Regions from separate parts of the Gossypium arboreum genome. Here region 2 is linked to region 1. The links are chromatin contacts, called in public Hi-C maps. All regions are on one chromosome and are shown on one strand. Each heading gives the region's core, a stretch centred on a gene start, on an enhancer-like site or on the middle of the called end of the contact. The rest is flanking DNA. Distances are from core to core; before and after follow the strand shown.

Region 1 (6,936 bases), core at 3,094-5,593:
TTAAGCATATTCTAAGAAGGCAACATACTAGTGACAAGGTCATTAGATAGAGCATAAATCTAGGTTGCTTTCATAATGGTATATAACAAAGTCAATCATGGTAATTTTAGTGTATTGACTCCATAACTAAATAATGTTGTAAGTAATAGATGAAGAGTCGAAACTTAATTAACAAGTATTTAAGCCCTAATTATATATGTGTTACCAACCCATCTGCTAACTCAACACAACTCTAAATGAATTGCAAATTAAAATCGATATGATAAATGAATGAAAATGACTAATGAGAAATATATTGCATGAATATAGTCCAAACTTAAGACACAATTGAATACAAATTAGAATCTAAGTGTGTGTGTGTGTGCCAACCACCACACTAGAGTTTTGGTAGAACTCTTGGTTTTCTATTAAAATATCATATTTTTCCTCTCTTACTATTTTAGTAAAACTCTTGTGATTTTTCCTTATAAATAGGAACAATGTGGTAGTCGAATGTATACAAAACTGAAATGAGGATACTATGCCAAAATTTAGTGAAATTTTATTTAGGCTAAAAACGTATTTTTCGTGAGTAATCGATATTTAAATCTGTGAGATTATAATTGTAACTTTCCTAACAATTATAATTCAAATTTATGATTACAAAGTTTTTATTTTGGTTTCCCCATAGAGAAAGTTAACTTTACCCACTAGAAAGTTACGGTTTTCATTTTGTGTTCGGTTCTTGATAAGAGCCCACTCTCATAGCATCCAAGAGTTCAAGAATAGTGAAGAATATCATTCAATTGAAAGTCAGGAGGGTCTTGTTGCTAGATCCAAAATTTGATAAGATTCCCTAGCTTGGAAATACGAGTACTTGATTTGGTTAAATTTATTACTATAGATATCACAATCAAATACCCGTTTTTATAAAAAAAAATTTTAAAGTTTCATTGTGCCATAAAACCATTTTTCATAAATAATTTTTCCAACTTATAGTTCATCCAATTACGTAAAATATTTGAATATGTCAAAGATGTTGAAATTATAGATACCTCAAGTCGAAGGATCACATATACCACTATCACTATAAGAATTATTGGAACTATTACATAATATTCCAAGAAGCATTTTCATGGAGGGTTAATCTTTTACATTGTTCTTCTAACATTTACCCATGCATTGACTCACTATATACCCATGACAACATCTTGTTATCAATCAACTACACATTAGTCTCAATGTATTATTGTGTCTCAGCCTACAATAATAATTAATTAATGACAATTTAATAATAATCATATTATTCTAGGGACAATATTATTAATCAGTTTATTTTATACACGTAAATAAAGAACGTATATAATAATGAGAATGTATTTATTAATAAAACAAAGTAAATTAGTTCGCTATTATGATCTTCTTATGATTGATTTTTAAGTGTATTCCAACACGGTTAGTTATCATTTGTTGAGGTAAGCTTGACCTTGGGTTTTGACCTAATAATTTTGGGGTTAGTATAGCACAAATAGTTTTAAATTATTTTTCAATTACTAATAAAATATATTTTTATTTAAATTTAATTATAATATATAAAAATATTTTTAATAGTTAATTTATTTTGTTGTGTGAAAAGATATTATTATATTTAAAATTTTAAACATACAAGAGAATTATGAATGTAAAAAGAAGCTGTTCTAACTAGCTTTATCTTTTTTCTTTTCTGAATTATCTATATTAATTGTTCTTGAATAATCATACTTTTCTTTCGCATTACTGTTTGCAACTTGACCTGTCGAAACCCAAAAGGTGCAATTGCCATTATAATATGTACTTGTTGTTGGAAGGATGCACTTGAAAAATTTATTAATTAAAGGTCCCATTTCTCCATTAATCCTTTCATGTTATTAATTGGACATCTTTGAAAATTACAAATACATTTGCAAACCCATTTTGGTAGAAGCTTTTCGCTTAATTGATGTTTTAATTGACATTGGATTGAGGATTCAAATACGGATAACCGAATACTCCCTCCCCTTAAAAAATAGATAATTTTAATTCTAAATATGGACCAAAATACCAAATAACATAAGTGAGAGCACATGCATTGTAAGGGTGATGATAAGTCAAAAACAAAAATTCAGCATCTCAAGAAACCCTAATTGTCTACAAGTAGAAATTGATAAGGTTTATTGGTGAAGAGTGATGGGTTGAGCTATGTATGGCAGGTTTGCGAGGCGTTGATTCGTGTGTTGTGGGCACATAAGGAAAAAGGGTCGCCATCTTGCACTTCCTCATCTCACTTTCCCATTAGGTGGCTTGAAAGCTACCTTTCTATCTCACTTCTCTACCTGTTTACGGGGTGAGTTGGTGGCTATTTCAATTTTTTTTTCTCTATTTAGATCAATGCAGTGTTGCCCCGACTTGAATCTATTATTTAATTTTATTAAATTTATATAAAATCAAATTGATTTGAAATTAATTTTTTATTCAAACTTAAATCGATTAATTTTATATTTAGTTTAAAAATAAGAGCCAAGTAAAAATGTTTAATAATTAAATGAACCAAATAAATCATATAGAATCAAGTATCAATGTTTCATTATATATAATTAAATTCTTTTTGTGCGAAAGAGGTTGCAATTTAAGATATAAGGAGGATTGCAAATACTATACAGGTGGTTTAATGTAATAGTAAGGTATATTGCACTCTTAAGAGAAAAATCTAGATTCAAACATTGGAGACGATATTGTTGAGAGGAGGAGCTACGAACCCCGAACATGAATCGTAAAACATATATGAAAAATATTCAAAAAAAATATTTATTGACTTTGTATAAAATTTAGCACTCAATAAGAAAAAAAGCAAATTTAATGTTTTTAGAGAATTGAAGAAAGTTATGTATCCATGGGCAATGAGAGCAATGTGGTTATCACAATACCCATACAATTGGAAGATATAAAGGAACATGAGAGCCCTCCATTTATGTTTGGAAAAGATAAATAAAAAAAAAATGAGACAAACAATATAATGCTTAGATCTGAAAAATATGATATTGATGGGTGTGTTTTTTCAAACATGTAAAGAACCCTTAACTTCAATATAAGGATAGCTGTTTGAACTCCTTAAGAATTAAAAGCTTGGTGGGTAAATGAAAAAATTGAGGATTTTGGTCCACAGATGAGATGCGAGGCATCTTTTTCAGATGTTGCATTTAACATTGTGGGGACTTGGTCTCCCTTCATATTATTTGTGATGTGATTTTTCTTTCGGTCCTCATTATAATTTTTCTCCATTTTAATTTGATATTATTTATCTTAATCCGATTAAAGGAGCAGGTAGACGTGCCTTCTTAGTTAAATGGGATATTATTAGTTCTAGTCCCTTCTAATTTTCAAATATTGCCATTTCTTCAACATGATTTTTACTTTTTGCCTTCTGAGATCGTATAATTTTATTTTGGCTCCCAATACTGAGTTCTTAGCTTCTGTCCTATATATATTTTTCAAAATTTTAAAATTCAATCAATAGAAGATGAACGTGTATAGACGTTTCTTATAAATGTATTTTATCATTTGCTCATTCCACCACATCAACCTTTACAAATATAAATAGTTAATGTCCCCAATTATATTTTTTTGCTTATTTTTAATAGTATAAAGACTAAACTACTTCAATTAATTTGAAGGGAACAAAATTTCTTCGAATCCAATAGTTTGTTAACGAAAATTATTAATGCCCATTATAGGGATTAAATTCATCTTTTATTTTAAGTATAATTAATATTACTCTTAACCCAATAGTATAAAGCTCTCTTACGTATTTATTCTTAACGAAGAATTTACTTACTTTCAAATAATATAAGTAGTTGGAAGAAGTGAAATTGGACTTCTTCTCTCAAGCATTTAGATCAAATTCAAATTTTCAAGTCTTAACATTATTGAGAAGGTTTTACCTGAATATTACCCTTAATCTAAACAAGTTTATACTCAAACCATACAACAATGAGAATACCCGTAATTATACCCAAAAATAATACAAAAACTCAATTATTCCGTTAAATTAATTCTGGCCCTATAATATTAATATCGAGACATTCTAACTATTTATTCCGCTTTAAAATTGAAATAGACATATGTTTTACAAAATTGACAGTTTATACATAAGACAAAGGTAGAGGTTTCTTGAGTATTCAATTCTAAGGAAGTATTTAATGTTGGGACCCGTCAAGGAAACCACAGCGCATCGGCAGCCCTATCAGACACCCTAGAAAACAATATTGTATAACAAAAACACTGTCCAGTCGAGACATTGCCTTGTCCTTGTATTTCTTATTAACTTCTGCATGTGCGTGTGCTTCTCAATTACGCAATTCTCATTTCCCATACCCATAATCCTATATTTGGCCCTCCAACTTACCACTTCCTCACACATTGGTATCCACCATAAACTTTATATCTCTGTCACACCTTTTCTCTATGCGATGCCGTGGCATTTTAAATTTATATGTAATTATCATTTAAAATTAAAAAGAAAATGGAGTTATGCTATTATAGTTAAACAGTTTTTTAAAAGTCCTAAGCGCTTAATTTTTTCAATCTAAATTTTTAATTTGTTGGGTGACAATGCCAACCTTAGAGCTGATTGCTGGTTGCGGCTTCTTCAACAATATTCTCTGATTTTTTTTCCTTTTTTTCTTTTAATTTCAATCCATAATATTGAGGTTTTGTTTTTGCTATATTTTCGTGGTTTTGTTTTGTCCATTTTATTTCTCCGAAAGCATTGGTGGTTTTAATTTTAATTATTAGTTTCTTATGAGATATGTTAAGGTAAGCATGTCACTAGATTTATTAGGAATTGTTCTTAGAGATTCTTATTATTATAGAAGACAATGATAGTGCTTCTAAAATTGAAATCCAAGATGATGAAGAAGAGAATAAGTCATTTAAGACTTGCCTTCTGCATCATTGATGCGATAGGTTCCTTAGGGCTCTTAATTTGATAGTGGTAGGGTTAGGATGTAATTTTTAACAATTTGATCAATGCGATGCATCTTTAGTTTGTTTATGAATACTTTTAGTGTTGCGGTTACTATCAATTTGTTTCTCTCTTTCAAAATTATTCCACAAGCATGACATTAGAGCATTAGTTTGTAGTGTATTTTTTATTGTTTGTACTATATGTCATCTCTTTGTATTCTTGTTGTTCACGATTTTTATTAATAATATTATTTTTCTCAAAAATAGAATTCTAAAATTCTAAAAATTAAAATATATAAACTTTTAGAAAATTATAAAAATTAAACTTTAAACAAAATATATAAATTTAAAAATAGTTTTAAAATTAAAAAAATACATATATAAATATGCTTAAATCTCATCCTTAAATCTAAGTTAGAAATTATCTTGGTAGCCACCATAAAATGTTTTCGGTAGAAATTTTATATATTCAAATTAAAATTTATAAATAATATTAATTACTTAAAAATATTTAAAATTTATATTTCATATTATAATATTAACAATGAGTTGTCATAAATTATTTTATTATATTTGTAATACAATCTAATTTGAATATTTATTAATATCAAAATAATAAAATGATATTGTGGTAAAATGATAAAGACACAAAAATAATTATACTTAAATTTAAATAAATTATTCCATCACTAATAAATTTTTATTAATTTACAAGAATTATGTTTATGTGTGATTTAAATATCTCAAATATGATTTACATATTCAAATTAAATTTTATAAATAATTTGTATTAATTTTAAAATTATTAAAGTTCATATTTCATATATCATATTAACAAATTTAAATATTATTTAAATTAACTTACTTTTACTTTAAAAGTAATACTCAACTTTTCAATATTTTTAATAATAATACTAAATGTATACAATCTTAAATTAAACTTCCCAAAACTACTTTTTCACAAAAACTTTTCAAAAATAATAGTATATTAAGTCTTAGAGTTTCTTGTACACTTTTAGAAGTTTTTTTCATCGATCCAAACTGTGAGGTGAAAGAATTCGGTAAGGAGTAGTCACTATTGAAGTTAAATGAGGATTAGATGACCGGTTGAATGGGATTCAAGGTTGTTTCTATTAAGATTCGTGAAATTCCTGCAATAATTTCATCATAGTTTACTTAGTAATTTTCTTTTCAACTCATTGAATAAATAAAAATTATCACATTATCATTTAATATTTTTTTATAACATTTAATACTTTTTTATATGTTTATTGGTTTTTGCAAGTAAAATGTGTAAGAAAATATTGATTCATTGATTACCTAGAGTGGGCCGGAGCAATGAACCTATTTGAAGTGGTTCATTTTGTCCCAGAAAAACCCATGTACGAACAAGGATTAATTTTACTTCCCACCTAGCTACTCTAGGTCAGGGGTTAGGTCCTGGCGGAGAAGTTATAGACACCTTTCCATACTTTGTATCTGAGTACTTCACTTAATTTCCTCTCTTGTATTGGGCTTTGGCGGTATTTATCATACACTTCGAGACCGAAACTCTTAAAGAATCTTTTCCATTTTCAGTTATGTATGGAAAGATAGAAATAAAATGACCACAATTTTGGGTATTCACTTAATTTTGCTAGGTATAGGTGCTTTTCTTCTAGTATTCAAGGCTCTTTATTTTGGGGCGTATACGATACCGGGCTCCGGAGGGGAGATGTAAGAAAATTACCAACTTGACTCTTAGCCCAAGTGTTATATTTGGTTATTTACTAAAATCGCCCTTTGGAGGCGAAGGGTGGATTGTTAGTGTGGATGATTTGGAAGATATAATTGGAGGACATGTATGGTTAGGTTCCATTTGTATATTTGGTGGAATCTAGCATATCTTAACCAAACCAATTAATATTAAGTTTCATTATATGGTTAGATTATAATGCAAGAAGACAACTTGTATTTGTAGGTAATCTAATTGTCCGT
Region 2 (6,847 bases), core at 1,010-3,509, 140 kb before region 1:
TCACCTTTGCCTCCGTTTCCTTTCTTTTTTCTTTTTAATAATAAAGCTTACATTACATCTTTAAGGAGAGAGGTAAGTGTTTCCTTTCCTTTTTCTTTTTGTTATAATAAAACTTACATTACATCTTTAAAGAAAAAGATAAATGATTTCAAATGGCTTGAACTTGATAATATGCCAACACTTGAATAAGCATATACATGTTGTTAATTCCCAATTGTCATTAAACCAATGGCTTTTTGATCTTTCCTTTCTTTTCAAGTCGAGTAATGTACTTCAAACATAAAAATCGACGAGTTAAATTAATTATAGTTACATATATAAGTTCTTTTTTCACAATAAATTATGATAAATATTAATAAAAAACGGTTAAAATAGTAAAAAAATTATGATAAAAAATCCTTATTTATTTTTTTAGAAAAAAAAATTAGATTTTGCACGAGGAATATAAATTGAACTAATTTAATGATTATATTAGTGTATCTTGGATTCACTCAAAAAAAAAAAAACAAGGGACTGTTATGTATTGGTCCATGCTGGAGTCGTTGGTTTAGCAATTATTCTCAACTGCATGCCTTCACTTATAATTCTTCCTAATTTTAGTTGTCATTACATGACATGTCGTTGTCTTGTTCCTTTCTTCTCTCTCTAACTCATAATTTCTTGTGCTTTTTTAGTTGTCATTATATGCATGTATAAGAGAAGCACACTTCATTCATGCTTAACACCTTATTTGCCATTAAAGTCATAGCGGCAGAGGTGTGGTTTGGAAGGGACCCTTCAAATTGGTGGTTGTTTTTCTTTTAATGTTTTTGAGTTGAATGGATTTATTGAATATATATATATATATATATATATATATATATATTACAAGCTATAACTGAAATTTCAATTAATATAGCTTAAATAACTACAAATATAATTAATTATCTGGCTCAACAATCCCATCAAAATATATCTAAAATAAAAAAAATCATAACACAAATTATTAAGTAGGTCGAGGATAAAATCTAAAAGGTAAGCAAGAATCTTGATCTTCTCAAATAAAAAATAAACATTATTTAAGCTGCTTATAAATAATTAAATTACAAAGAAAAATACACTTTAACCTCCCAAAAATTTATATTTTAATTTCTCAGAATTTTATTGTTAAAAGAATCTTTAATTTCACCCTTGAATAAGCTTCTCAAGGTTTGGGCACCGTGCAACTTAATTCAATACTCGTGACCTAATTGAGTTTAGACAAAGAAATTTTGATCTCAAAACTACTTGACCCTAATTACTATTCATTAGTTTCAAAAATTAGTTATATTTAATTATATAAATATAAAAAACACACCTAAATTATTAAATATGTGAATATTTTAAATACGAATGCCATACGTATTAAGGAAAATAACACTTTCTATCCGTTAAACTTACCTAATATTTAAGGGAACAACTTTCATATTAAAAATTGGCCTTCAACTTGTTTACTTTTGTTGTACCCATATAAGCTCCTTCATTTGATGTGTACTTAGTTTAGCCGAAATATGTATTCATGTCAACAGTTATTTAAGTATAAATTAAAAATTAGAGATTTATTTGGATACAAATTAAAAATAAAGGATTTATTAGGATAAAAATTAAGCTTAAGAACTTATTCAGATATATTAAAATTTTAAATACTTATTTATATAAAATAACGAAGTTGAAGGATACCTATTAAGCATTTTAGCCTTAAAATTTAAATTTCAAGCAAGTTTCAAACCTTGTTGAAAGAGGTCCGAAATTATAGAATGAATGGGATAGCCTATTTTATTTTTTTTCAATATTCAAATCCAATGAATTTGACATCTACAAAACAAAATAAAGATGCTGCTCGGAAAAATATTAATTACAGATGACCCAATCTTCTCCTATATAATGGTGCAATTTAAAATCCAGGTGACTATGGCTTTTTGCTACCACTACTGTGGTGCTAGTCCTTGAATAAGAGTTTTATGAATTTAAACTGATGGATGATGGGCTCACTTGTGCTTGGGCTAGAATTTGGTGAGCGCCAATGAATGAGGAACATTTGTAAGAAGATGGTAAGTTAAGTGATGCTGGAGTATGTATTCTCGGGCACTCTCTGATTATTAAGTCAATGAAGGTTATAAACGTTAAGTAAATTTTTAATAAAGTGAAAAGTAACAGTAAAGGAAGATAGTATTACCTACGACCTTTATAGAGTTTATTTGCCTTAGGGATCAAGAATGGACTGATTTATGGTCCCCCAGTTATGCTCTCAGCCAACACAAGGTACATTGTAGAGGTTAGAAGATGAGTTGCATCAGGTGTCAATCTGCATACTGCAAGTGCTTGTATGTGGTCCTACTAGCCCTTGAAAGCTATATGTGTTTGTCTTATGTGTCACCTGTTAGGTTGCCTAAGCACCACCGGCGCAATGAAAAATAAAATTTTGGTGAAACCACACCATGGGTTCATGTATGAGATGACGGATCCGGGATAAAGAGGGTTCAAAATATGCCTTCTTTTCTTTCCATGTAGACTAATTTAAACCTCCGGTGGATCCGAATGCAAAATCCATTTCAAATAGCACTGTCACTATAGAGATATCAAACTACAACCACAACATTTATCGTTTAGGCTTGAACAAAAGAATTTTCTCTCGTGAACTATTCAAAGAGTTTTTTCAAAACAAAAAAATTACTTTTCAGTGCTAGCTTGATAATTTTGGAGGAAGGAAAAGGGATAAAAGTATAAGAAAGAACTATATAAAACTGTGATTCCACATCATCTCTATCCCTTTCTAATATGATAATGACAAATCAGATTTTTCAAAATTTTCTATTGGAAAAGGATAGGGATGACATAAAATTAAAGTTTCATACAATTTCATTTCTAATAGTATCTCAATTTATTCAAAATTATTTTTAATAAACAAACACATTTAGCATAACAAGGAAATTAAAATCTCTTTAACCAAATTTTTAAATATTATATTCAATAAATTTAATAAAATAAATTTTATCTCAATTAAAATACGTGAATATATTTCACATTATTTTAATCAAATCCATTATATATGTTGGTCAAGCAAGCATATATATCGTGTCTAAATTTCAACCCTATCAAATTAGATTAATTATATGAGTACATTTTTATATAATTAAATTATCTTATCCGACATGTTAAATATAATCTCAATTGTTCTAATCATAGGGTGCTGTCATGGGACTAGAACTTTAGTCTCACAATCTGTGCGGCTTTAGGAGATTTATTGGATTCAAATCAGCTTAAGCCAGTCTAACTCTCGCAAAGTTAGAATTCTCAATAAAAATTCTAAGGCATCAAAAGTAAAGCAAAAGCAACTCAAAGACGAAAGAGCAATGAAAGAACAGAAGAGCCACAAGAAAGCAACGTATACAAGGTGTTTGAGTAAATGTTCTCTGTAACACACCTTACTCGACCCGATGATTGGGTCCGAGTATGGTATACTTAAAATTATAAGAATTTAACAAAGGTATTTAAAATTATTTAAACTTAGGATATTGGTGTAGTCCTCAATACGATAATGACAAAACAATCAAATTATTTATACGACAAGAAAATAACATTTTAAACAAAACATTTAGCGGAAGCCTTATGAAACTCGATAAAGTTATTCCCTTTACAAAAGTTTCAATGTACATTATTGGTAGCTTGAACAACGTTCAAACAATTTGGTGTTCACACCTAAAATATTATCTCATATACCATCTCATTGGGTCAAAACACTTACATATATAACTGGAGCAAACAAAAGTTTCATAAAACAGAGCCTAACAAAAATTGTGATTCGTTACAAGATTTGATACAAAACAATTCTACATGCCACCTTGCCTATAGAATGCATGATACAAAAAAATAACAAAAGGCTCACAATCAATAGTTCTCTAGTGTAGTCCTTTCAAAGTTCTCTTCCTTCAATTAACACTTATAAGAAGGAAAAGATAACCGAGTAAGTTCAAACAAACTTAGTGAGTTCAAAGACAAGGAAAGAACATATAAATCATCTACAACAGTATCCAAGGTAATACCAGACCTGTCAAAAGGGTTTAAAAAATAAAATCATAATACACCGAATGGCGTAAACCGCATACAGATGAACACAACATGCAAACTTAATACGACATAAGGGCGGTTACTAAATGCCAACTTAACCATAACGAATAGATAACCTATCCTCATGCCAGCCATGTATCCAGAAACTTAGAATTAGAAGCATATCAAATAGTCGTATTCATATTCATACACTTCCTTAACTCTTCATATCATTTTTGTTCAGATAAGCATGTTTTCATGTGATTTGCCAATCCAGTTTGCAATGTAACTACTAGAGGCATCACAAACATATCCCCCTTCTTCATCACCACATATCACACCACATACATCATACACAAATGGTACTAGCTTGAGCAAAAATGATGGTATTTACTTCAAAACACAGACAGACTATACTCATACTGATGACACTAAATTACCACCACCCATACAAACATCATTCACCCGCTACTAAGAGGGATTACTTACTTTATAAAATTTATACAACAATGGAATTTAAAACACATAAAAGTAAGAATGAACTTACCAAAAACTCTAGTACAGTGATCTATATAGCAAGTCCTTTGTTCTTATCGCTAGGACCTTTGTTAACTTTTTGAGTTAAAAGAAAGATAAATATTCTTATCATATCATTAAATTATCAAAACTGAACATGTATGCAAGACTCGGTAATGAATAATCCAGAATCATGAAGTTTCCTTCCTCACGAACAATTCTAAAGTCTAAGCATGTAATACAATAAACACATGAATTTCTTCGATAATAACCTAAGGGTGTACCAGAAATCACCAATAAGTTGGTACAAATATAGGTGTTAGCCAAATTCTATGAACCCTCTTCGATGAAGCTCTATATATTAAGGTTTTTCATAAAGTTATAGAATAATTCAAGGAAGAAGGAAAATATGTAAAGGTAATTCTTAATGGCCAACGCTATCCTTATATACTCATGCAACGACGACAAGGTGTAGTGGAAAAATGAGATAATTCCACTAACACCCTTGATTCTCGTGATGAAACGCACTTAATAAGTTTCAAGTCTAGTCATCTATAGTATTCTAGTTCAATTCTAACTAGGATTAAACGAAACCCTAGTATGACTAAGTCATCATAATGTGGACTAAATATAGAAATATATCTATCGAATTGCGAACTTAATGAGTTCACCCAAAACATTTGGGATGGGCGGATACTTAACAGAAGTGTTCGCTAAACCTTAGAGTTCGCCAGTTGTCGAATCTCACAGAGTGTACTACTCCGTCAAATTAAATATTTTACTTACTCAATTCTACCATTAACTTAACTAACTTATACATGAAACGATTACTTGATATTGAGTCTCCAATAGGTGGGATGTTACTATTCTCCCTCACTTAGAAAATTTCATCCTCGAAATTCATACCTGTGAAAAAGTTGAAGATACTGCTCTTTCATCAAAATTTTACTTTCCCATGTAGCTTCTCCTCTATTGTGATTTCTCCATAACACTTTTACTAGTGGGATCCTCTTATTCCTTAACTCTTTTACTTCTTTTTCTAAGATACAAACAGGTTCCTTTTCATAAGACAGATTTGGCTATACTTCTTTAACATAGACACATGAAATACATTATGAATCTATGATAATTTTGGTGGTAATGCCAACTTATATGCCACTGGCCTAAATTGTTCTAAAATCTCATGCGGTTCAATGAAACGTGGGCTTAACTTTCTTTTTTAATCAAACCTTATGATTTTCTTCCAAGGAGAAACCTTTAGGAACAGTTTATCACTCACTTCAAATGAGATCTCCTTCCTTTTTAAGTTAGCATAAGCTTTTCGGTGATCTTGGGCAGCTTTAGATCACTGCAAATGATAGTAACTTTTTCCTCTGTTTCTCACACCAATTCTGGAGCAACCAATTTCCTTTCACTAAGCTCTAGCCAGCAGGTGGGTGATTGGCACTTTCTTCAATACAAAACCTCAAATGGTGATATATCCAAACTGGCGTGATGACTATTATTATATGCAAATTCTTCTAAATGAAGATATCTTCCCCAATTTATCCCAAAATTTATCATATAGGTTCTCGGCATATCTTCCAAGACTTGAATCACTCTTTCAGACTGACCATCTGATTGAGGATAAAAGGCAGTACTGAATCGTAATTTTGTGCCCAACGATTCTTGTAGTTGCTTCCATAACCTCGATGTAAACCTCACATTTCGATCTAAAACTAGGCATTCTATGAAAGTATACTATTTCAAATACATAGAGCTTGACCAACTTTTACAATGAATAATTAGCGTATACGGGCACAGAATGAGTTGTTTTAGTGAGTCGATCCACAATCACCCAAACTGAATTCCATTTTGAAGGATTGAGAGGAAGGCTCGATACAAAATCCATGGTGATCTTATCCCACTTCCACTTAGGTATCTCCAAAAGATATAGTTTACCTGAGGGAACTTGAGGTTCAACTTTAATTTGCTGCCAAGCCAAACATGTTTAAACATATTTTGTTAATTCTTTCTTTATTCTAGGCCACCAATACAGACTTCTCAAATCTCGATACATATTAACACTTCCTAGATGAAGTGAGAAGGATCTTTGATAAGCCTCTCTTAACAATTCTTGTATTAAACCATCCCTAGTAGGCACATATATTCTCTTCATATACAGAAGTTCCTCATCTTTTCCCAAGTTGAAGTTCGTTGCATCACTAGATACTATACGCTCCTTATATACATCACACTACACATCTTTTAACTGCTCTTCCAAAAT

The links. A called contact is a pair of places that touch in the nucleus more often than the background predicts.
Region 2: a Hi-C map of leaf shows a contact between it and region 1, with 3 times the contacts expected there. The contact joins two enhancer-like sites. A contact is called at or near these places in 2 of 5 Hi-C or Micro-C datasets (both in leaf).

The regions. Positions count from the first base shown.
Region 1 is chr1:71,762,833-71,769,768 of ASM2569848v2, reverse strand. It overlaps the pseudogene LOC128280445. Among protein-coding and RNA genes, the nearest start is that of LOC128281584, 53 kb to the right of the region's middle. Within about 2 kb of position 4,343, at least 1 of the 2 cell types and tissues checked has an H3K27ac peak or open chromatin away from gene starts, as enhancers often do. A contact at or near this core is called in leaf, where this site is marked.
Region 2 is chr1:71,899,288-71,906,134 of ASM2569848v2, reverse strand. No RefSeq gene overlaps it. Among protein-coding and RNA genes, the nearest start is that of LOC128282477, 48 kb to the left of the region's middle. Within about 2 kb of position 2,259, at least 1 of the 2 cell types and tissues checked has an H3K27ac peak or open chromatin away from gene starts, as enhancers often do. A contact at or near this core is called in leaf, where this site is marked.